Linked DNA regions of Sus scrofa: region 1 is linked to region 2. A link is a contact called in public HiChIP or PLAC-seq data. All regions are on one chromosome and are shown on one strand. The core of a region is the stretch at or near the end of the contact, and the rest is flanking DNA. Distances in the headings are between cores, read along the strand shown. Region 1 overlaps LOC100516105 (a long non-coding RNA gene). Region 2 has its middle 33 kb from the start of SEPT9.

Region 1 (4,289 bases), core at 619-3,118, 150 kb before region 2:
GAAGAGGCAGGGCGGGGGCTAGTCCACCTACGGAACTCATCCTTGGACCCTGGGGGGAGGCCCTGGGTGCCCTAAGGATGTTGCTGTGTGGCCTGTGCCCCGCTCTCCACCCTGCCCCCCCCCATTCCCATCCCCCAGAGAGAAAGGAGGGCAGGGAGCCGGAGACCCAAAGATGGGATTCCATCCTGTGGTTGTTGGGCTCCAGCAGCTGCTCCACCTCTGGATTCAGTGGTTTTTTTTTTTTTTTGGCCACACCCACAGCATGTGGAAGTGCCGGGACTAGGGATGGAACCTGTGCCACAGCAGTGACCAGAGTCACAGCGGTGACAATGCTAGCTGCTTAACCCCTAGGCCACCAGGGAACTCCTACATTGTAACATACCTTCAGCTGGGTTTCTTTAGCCTGTACCAGCAAGACCCAGAGAATTCCAGATGCTACAGGACATGTCCTGAAGAAGAGCAGAAGTCAGAGGGTGGGCAAGAGAGGTGGGGCCAGGGCAGGAGGCTGGCAGGTGCATTGTGGAGGAGGGGGCTTCTCTTCCTCTGAGACCGTCCTAGGAGCCGCTTGCAGCCCCTGGGCTGGGGCCAGAGGGAGGCTCTGCTTCAAGGACTGCCGAGTGGGCAGCGAGGAAGGCCCCCGCTGAGAGGCAGGAGACAAGGGAGGAAGGCAGCCCCTGTCCTGCTTCTCTCACCACCCTCCCTGCTGGAGAGGAAGCACACCAGACAAGCCGTCAGCTCCAAGCAGGACACCTGGCACTTCCAGTCCCCTGATTAGGATGTAGCCCAGCAGCCCTGGCTGCCAGGGGGAATAGCACTCAGCCCTGAACAAGAACAAAGCACCGACATGCGCACAATGAAAGAACCTGAGGGAAATAAGCCAGGCCCGAGGCCACAGAGGGCAGGATTTCACTCCTACAAAGTGTCCAGAATCAGCAAAGCTCAAGAGACAGAAAAAAAGAGTAGAGGTTCCCAGGGGCGGGAGGAGGGGTGTCCTCCAGGAGTGATGAAAATGTCCCAGAGCTGCACAGGGCCGCTGACCGCGTGCCACTGCACAGGTGCTGAGAAAGCAAAAGGAGCTCTTCTTGTGGCACAATCCGGCCTTGTCCCTGTGGTGGCGTGGATTCAAGCTCCAGCCCAGCCCAGTGCATTAAGGACCCAGCGTTAACACAGGGACTCCTTATGCTGCTGGGCAGGAGGGAGGCAGGAAGGAAGGAAGCAAGAAGGAAAAGGAACCCACCTGCAGCAGCTCGGGTCCAGCACCGTGGGAGAAGGCTCTGGCGTTGCCCCGCCTGTGGTCTACATCACAGCTGCAGCTTGTGTGGATTCAGTCCCTGGCCTGGGAACTTCTTTATGCTTCAGGGGCAGCCATTAAAAAAAAAAAAAAAAACACCCAAAAAACAAAAAAACTGAACTGCACACTTTTAAAAAAATATTTTGGCCGCAGCCACAGCATGAGGAATTCCTGGACCAGGGATCAAACCCTTGCCACAGCAGTGACAACACTGGATCCTTAACTACCAAGCCATCAGGGAACCCCAAACCGCACACTTTAGAACAGTTGAAATAGTGCATGTGCGTGCTCTGGGGTTTCTACAAGTACTGTCTGCTGTCCCCAGGGACCAGTGCCTCTCAGCTTGTTCCCAGCCCTGGTTGCACGGATTTGATCAGCTCCGGATTTCTCCCCCAACAAGCCCCTTTCCGAGTTTTTTGAAATACACCGAAAACTCAAGGAAAAATGTCAGTGACAGACACGCAACATCTGACACAACGTGCTCCTGGGGCTTCACATGACCGGCTAAGCAGACCCGCAGCAGCGCCCTGGCCGGGAGCCTCGGCACGAACATCGTTGCTTCACCGACACTGAGGTACCAACGGGGAAGTGACCCGCCCAAGGTCACGCGGAGGGTGGCGGCGCAGCCTCCGGCTACTCCTGCCGGTGGGGGCAGCTCGGGCTGGGTCATCTGAGCTGATGGCTGCCACTCCTGGAATGGCCCATGCCTCCCTGGGCACCTGCGGGAGGGCCCGCAAGGCTTGCCCCAGTAACCGCACTTCCAGCCCGGCCTCGGCGGGCACGACAGGCCGGGCCTTCCAGGAACTGAGCTGCACGGACAGGGCGGAGCAACAGGCCGTGAGGTCGAGGGTCGCCAGGTACATGGGGCAGGTACCTGGGTCTGGAGCAAGCTGGTCCAAACCCAAGAGGAGCTCTCAGTTCCGCAGAGAAGACACGGCCCCGAGACACCCTGACCACAGCGCAGCGACGGCAAGAGACGCCTGAGGACAGCACTGCGTGCACAACCGACACCGTCACAGCCCACAGCACGGGCTGGACTTCCTTTCCCCCTTTACCAACAGACAAGAAACACTCGCAGACACGGGGCTCGGAGACCTCTCGGCTGGAAGCATGGCCCCATCGGTGCCGGCAGAGCCCCCAGCCTCTGTGACGACGGCCCCTGGCCGTCAGTGTGTGTGCACACTGGGCGGGGGTGGTTTCACGAGCACCCAGGAGCTGGGGGGCGGGAGCCGAGGGACTACGTGATCGGCAGGGCACTGGCAGCCCGGAGGGGGTGGCCTGGGGCAGCCCCAGCACCGAGCCCCGAGGCCAAAAGCTGCTCAGCCCAGCAGGTGGCTGGCAGTGCCCGGTGAAGCGGGGACCAGGCCTGCAGGCCGGAGGGAGGTCAGCAAGGGGTGAGCGGCGCACCTGAGGACCCAGGGACTGCGGTGCTGCCCCCCCCCCCGGGGGGGGACCCGCTGCGATGCAGTGGTCACACCTGGGAAATTCCACCGAGTGAGGCACCCCCTCCCCTGACCAAGCTGCACCCTCCTTCCTAGAGCACCTCCCGCCGTCACGACAGAGGCGACAGTCACCTCCTCCCACCCGCCACCATTTCTTGACCGTTGACGCCCCTCCAGGCCCCAGGGCTCACCCTCGCACAGAGGAGCACGAGGGGCTCTGGAAGTCGCTCTCTGGTCGAGTCTGCACCTCGGGGACAGAGGCAACGTGGTCACTGGTGTGGAACCCGTAAGGTCTACAAACTCTCCTGGGGTCTGAGTCCTTTTATTCACACTCATACAAAGCAGGGTCCTAGGCAGGTCCGCATTTAACAATTAAGTCAGTAAGAAATACACCGAACCGACCAGGGAGGTCCCGCAACAAAACACCACGCTTCCGCGCAGACAAACGGACAGAAAGGAGACCGGCGACTCCGCCCCCCGTGCGAGCACACCGCTTCCGAGAAACTCACCTGCAAAGAAAGGACACGTGATCAGTTTTTACTCTACTTCCAGAGTCTGAACATTCAGGGGATTTAAATCTGTTAGCACAAGAAAACACCCCCCCCAGTCTAAAGTCTTCACGCAGAACGTGAGGTGGACGGCGCCCTGCGGTGACCCACCAGCCCCGTCTTTCCAAGTCTCCAGGACATACCCAGGGTCTCCCTCGCCAGTGCCCCAGGCACCCAGACCCCCGGAGCCCTGCACACCTGCACAGGGCCTTCCTGAGAAACCTGCCCTCGGCAGGTGGGACAAAGCCTCCGAACTCAACGCCGGCCCATCTATCGCGACACCTCCCCCTCTCTCTGCTGTGTCGTCCCGTCTGCCCCCAGCTCTTGGGCTCCCTGAAGCCTCTCAAGCCCTTTGCTTGCTTCTTGCCTTGGCTGCAAAGGCCTTTACGTTGTCACGGGGCCGCATCCTGCTGGGTCCCCCGGGAATGCTCCCTCCTGTTGTCCTGGTCACCTACTGACGTCCGCCCCCTGCGTTCCCATCCCGACCACCAGGGACCACCCTTGGCTTGACACCCCCGCAAAGCACAGACATAACGCTCTGCCCACTGTCGTACGTCAAGAATGGCTTCACCACCGCGTGCTGACACCAGGCAAGGACGGGAGGGGGAGCTGCCTCGCCCAGGAACAGGCTGAACACACCGAGAGTAAGGAGCTCGGTGAGCGGTCGCGGGTTAGCTCCCAGGAAGGGTCCCCAGAATTCCCACTGTGACTCAAGTGGTCAACAAACCCGACCAGTATCCATGAGGACGTGGGATCGATCTCTGGCTTCGCTCAGTGGGCTAAGGATCTGGCGTTGCCATGAGCTGTGGTGTAGGTTGCAGATGCGGCTCAAATCCCATGTGGCTGTGGCTGTGGTGTAGACGGGCAGTTACAGCTCCGATTCGACTCCTAAGAACCTCCATATGCTGTGGGTACGGCCCTGAAAAATCAAAAGGAAAAAAAGAGACTCTCCCCAAAGCAGAACCCGTCTCAGCAGCTGCGCGCCACGGTTCCAGGAAGGGTATCACT
Region 2 (4,326 bases), core at 245-2,744:
ACACTGCGGGTCGGCTGCGCCCTTCTCTCACTCTCCGGCTCACCCCGCCTCTGCGTCCAGCCTCGGCTCAGCTCATGAACTAACACGGCCAATGGGGGCTGCCAGGTTTTTGGTTTCAAATGATCCCCCGCTTGCGCCAGCATGCTTGGAGTTTTAGGCATGGTTGGGAATGGACATTGAGCCAGACTGTGCCGGGCTGGGGTGGGGGAGGGAAAGCCCAGGGTCAAAGCTGTGCTCAGCAGCTGCACCAACCACAGCAAGAAAATCCAGCGCCTGTGCAGCAGCCAGCGCCCGCGGGAGGTAGTCGGGGTGGCAGGCTCCTCGGCCTGGCCCAGCCTGCTGTCCTCCTCCCCACGCCCCCCATGGCCTGGCCTGGGTCTGCCAGCTCCTGGGGCCTTCCTGGACCTGCTCCCTGCAGCGGGAATTGGTACTGGGGAGTCCCCTATGGCATTAGAGGGGTTTCTTCTTTATACGTGTTCTATAGTTGCTAAATTTAATACACTGCATATATACTACATTTATAATCAGATAAGACAATAGGATTTTATTTTTTCGAAATCAGAAAAGAGGTTAAATCAGTCAAAACCCTTTCATGATTCCCATTGTTCTAACTCAGCGCCTGTCGGGGGTTGGTGGAATGCGATGTTTTAGAATGAAGTGAAATCATACAGGGGGGTCTGTGGTGCCTCTTGGAGAGTCCTGTGGCGGCTGTGACAAATGACCGCCACCTTGGTGGCTTAAATCAACAGAAATCTGTCCTCTCACAGTTCTGGAGGCCGGAAGTCTGAAGTCCAGGTCGCAGCAGGGCCTGTTCCCCCCAGAGGCTCTGGGGGAGAAGCTGTTCCCTGCCTCTTCCAGTTTCTGGGGGCCGCCCGCCTTCTGGGCTTGTGGCTTGTCCCTCTAGTCTTCAAGGCCAGCATCTTCAGTCTCTCTGCTCTGTCTGTGCACCCCTCGTGTGTGTGTGTGTGGCAGGGGGATCTCCCTCTGCCCCCTCTTCGGAGATGGCGTTAAGGACCCAGGACAGTCTCATGATCCTTCATTTAATTCCACCTGCAACTGGACTCTTTCTCCACATAAGGTCGCGTTGACAGGTGCTGGGGTTAGGCGGTGAGAACTCTGGGGCCGTTATTCAGCCTCCCGCAGTGCCCCCAGAGCCCCTGGGTCCTCCTTGGCTGGATCTCTGTCCCCACCTTCCCTCGCAGCATAGGCAGCTGTCCTCCAGGCTCTGCTGGGGGTGGGGGTTGCTGTTTGGTGTCTCCCGGAAGATGTCACCCCCACCTCCTCGCAGCTGCCCCGTACACACTCACAAGAAGATGCCATGCTACCTAGGAGATTGCTTTGGGGACTGAGCCTGGTCAAGAGGGGACAAGGACTTTGTGCCATCCAACAGAGAACTGTGCATGGGCCTCTTGTGACACAGCCCATGTGACTGTGGGGCGGGAGGGACTGCAAACTCAGAGGCCACCTGGGGGAGGGGCCGGCAAATAATGAAAATGAGTCAAGGGACTGTGGGAACCACAGCAAACCAGAAAACGTGGCTTCATCTAAAGGGGTAGCACCCTTCCAACCAGCCCGGTAGGCTCGTCCGGGCAGGAAGCTCCGTCCACGTGGCCGTATGCCCTCCCTTTCCCGAGAGAAGCGGAAAACCTGGAGCCCTCGGTGAAATTGCCCACGCGCCCGACTTTGGCACGAATGCGCGTTTTCTTTGAACAGGGTCAGGCGAAGAAAACCCGTTTCTGTGTCTCAGGCAGAGGGCTGCCAGTTTGAACCCTCGCGGTGAAGGAAGCTTAAAGACAGAGGGGATCCCCCCAACCCGCCCCCCCAGCCCAGCCCCCAGCCCAGCCCCCAGTCCTCACTCTGACCACGTGCTGGCCCCTCATGTCGCCAGGTGAACCACGGGGAGCAGCACTGAGCCCCCAGCCTGGCCTGGCCCCGTGTCCCCGCCCAGAGAGGCGCTGAGTCTGGGGAAGTCGGTGGCAAAGGAGCTGCGCTCGCTCCCCGGGACAGCTGGAGACTCACTGACTCATGAGCGTGTGGTAGGAATCTTCCAGGAAGTCTCCATCCCTCGCTCCCTCCACTTGGGCGGGACGGCCAGCTGCCTCTGTCACCGCGGCTGAAGGGACACCCGGGTGTCTGCAGGGGTGACTTCTCCGGGCTCATCCCCCTCAGGTGTCCTCCTGGCCGGTCCCCCGGCCGCCGGCCTGGGGTGCGGCTGCCCCTCCTTCCAGCTGGGTCGGAGTTGGGGTGACTGGCCGAGGTCGGGGGCGGGCAGGCAGCAACCAGGCTTTTTAAACCAAAGGAAATCGCGGCATCGCGGGGCGAGGGGGCGGGAGTGAAAGACTTCGCAAGTCGCCAGGAATTTGACTCTCTGAGCTGGTTTCCAAGAGGCTTAAGTGAAGCTTCTCCAAGTGGATATTAAAAAGGAGCAGCGAGAGGAGAGGAGCGCGGGGCGGAGGGGCTGGAGGGGGTGGAGAGAAGGCCGGAAGCCGCGCCGCACCTCTGGAGCCACCGCGCACAAAGCCCCGCCAGCCGGCGGTCCTCGCCCGCCCGGAGGACCCTGGAGCCCCCGGCGAGCTTTTCAAGGCCCACGTCCCGCCCGCGCTCCCGCCTCTCCTTCTCCTTCTTCTTCTTCCTTTTTTTTTTTTTTTTTAAATTTTCTCTCCTTCGCTCCCTTTCCTCTCGATTCAAAGAGACAATGCTACTTCAGTTTGGAGCACAGACATATGATCAGCACATGGAAATGTGGTAATTTGGATGCATTCGTGATTGCAACAGATTGAAGAAATTAGACCAGACAAAGAGTTTTGGAGGAGGAGGCGGCAGAAGAGGGAGGGCGCCGGGGTGAGAAAGGGGAGGACGCCTCTGGAAGAGGGGACGCCGGGACTCCCGCCTGCTGCTAAATATACCCGGAGTGATGGAGAGAGACCGGATCACAGGTAGGCAAGCGGCCCTGCCCCTCCGCCAGCCCTTCCCCCAACTCACAGCTCTCTTTGCCCTTCGGGACTTCGGCACTCAGGGGTCTCTGACTCACTTTTGTGGGTATCTTTCTCTTTCTCTGACTCTCCGAGGTCCTGGGACCTAATGCCCGGAAGAGGATGCTTTGCTGAGTCTGGCTTTTATTTGAGTTCGCTCTCCCTCCCTCCCTCTTTCTCTTTCATTTCCCACTGTGCCACTTTGGCATCTTACGATGCCGTGGGCGCCGAGACTGTGGGCACTGAAGTCTGGGAAAGGGTGGGGGGACCTGCTTCTGGCACTGGGGGTCTGGGGCGGCGGCACGGGGAGACCGGCGGTGGTTTGTTTGTCCACCGTGTGGTTTGCGTGTTCACTGCCAGCCAAAGTCCGGCTTCAAGGCCGTCTTGGTCTCCTTCCTGAAATAGCATTTGGTGCCTTCCCGGGAGTTGATTACAGGGCTGGGAGCTCCTGGTGCCCAGAGGAGACGTGCAGATGCCTCTGTGTGTGTGCGTGTGTGCGCGCGCGTGTTCGTGCGCACGCATGCATGCCCACGCGTGTGTGCGCACGCATCGCATGGCAGAGAGACCTGGTCCTGTACTGCAGGAAGCTTGGGGGGGTTAACCGGGGTGACTCCCGCTTGAGGATGTTGGTGTCACTCAGATCCGGGGCTCCCTGGATGGGGGAGGGGTAGTGATGACCACGGCCACCGAGGGGAGCTTTAGGACAGAAAGCTCTGGGCTGTGGGCTCCGCTCAGCCTGGGCAGAATCACTGTTTAAAACATCTGAATATCATGTTGGGGCAAGGAGTGAGGGCAGACGGCTGCTCCGGGGGCATTTCCAGGTCCTCGGGTTGGTCTCCGCGCCCCAGGTGTGATCTAGGCCAAGTGGTTCACGTTGGCGGCCCCCACAGAGCGGGCACAGAGTTATCCAGGCAGTGGTGGGGGGGGGGGGGCGCAACAAGTGGAGAGAAAGGAGGCCGCCCCTCCTAGGTCACCCCCAGTCGAAGCCTCTCTTTCCCAGGTCCGGCCTGCCCAGACCCTTCCGCCAGGCGTGGCGTCCTGCGTCGGCATCTGACACCACAGAGTAATCCCAGTCATTCCAGGGCCTGCCGCTCACAGCTCGCCCCTTGAGCCAGGTGCTGGGGTGCCCCGAGCTGGCCTGAGACATCCTGGGGCGTAAGCCTCTGGACTTCAGCTGTTCCGAGCTGACCCCTGGGTCATAGTGAGGATAAGAAAGATAAGACTGTCACCCCACCAGTGCCGTTGGCCCGTCTGTTGTTTGCCGCCATGCAAGTTGGTGGGGGGCCCCCAAGGGGCCAGAGGGAAGGCGCACGCATCTCAGGGGCTCCTCCGAAGACGACCCCTTGCTTGCGGC

Evidence for each region. HiChIP or PLAC-seq counts read pairs in DNA pulled down with a chosen protein or histone mark.
Region 1: an H3K27ac HiChIP or PLAC-seq map of alveolar macrophages shows a contact between it and region 2. The contact joins two enhancer-like sites. A contact is called at or near these places in 3 of 47 Hi-C or Micro-C datasets (embryonic fibroblasts and liver) and 1 of 2 datasets of contacts at active chromatin or transcription factors (alveolar macrophages).

The regions. Positions count from the first base shown.
Region 1 is chr12:4,528,045-4,532,333 of Sscrofa11.1, reverse strand. LOC100516105 (a long non-coding RNA gene) reads right to left here. Exons shown (of 2, transcript XR_297633.3): 2 at 3,021-3,242. Among named protein-coding and RNA genes, the nearest start is that of SEC14L1, 41 kb to the right of the region's middle. Within about 2 kb of position 1,868, at least 2 of the 83 cell types and tissues checked have an H3K27ac peak or open chromatin away from gene starts, as enhancers often do. A contact at or near this core is called in alveolar macrophages, where this site is marked.
Region 2 is chr12:4,378,134-4,382,459 of Sscrofa11.1, reverse strand. No RefSeq gene overlaps it. Among named protein-coding and RNA genes, the nearest start is that of SEPT9, 33 kb to the right of the region's middle. Within about 2 kb of position 1,494, at least 38 of the 83 cell types and tissues checked have an H3K27ac peak or open chromatin away from gene starts, as enhancers often do. A contact at or near this core is called in alveolar macrophages, where this site is marked.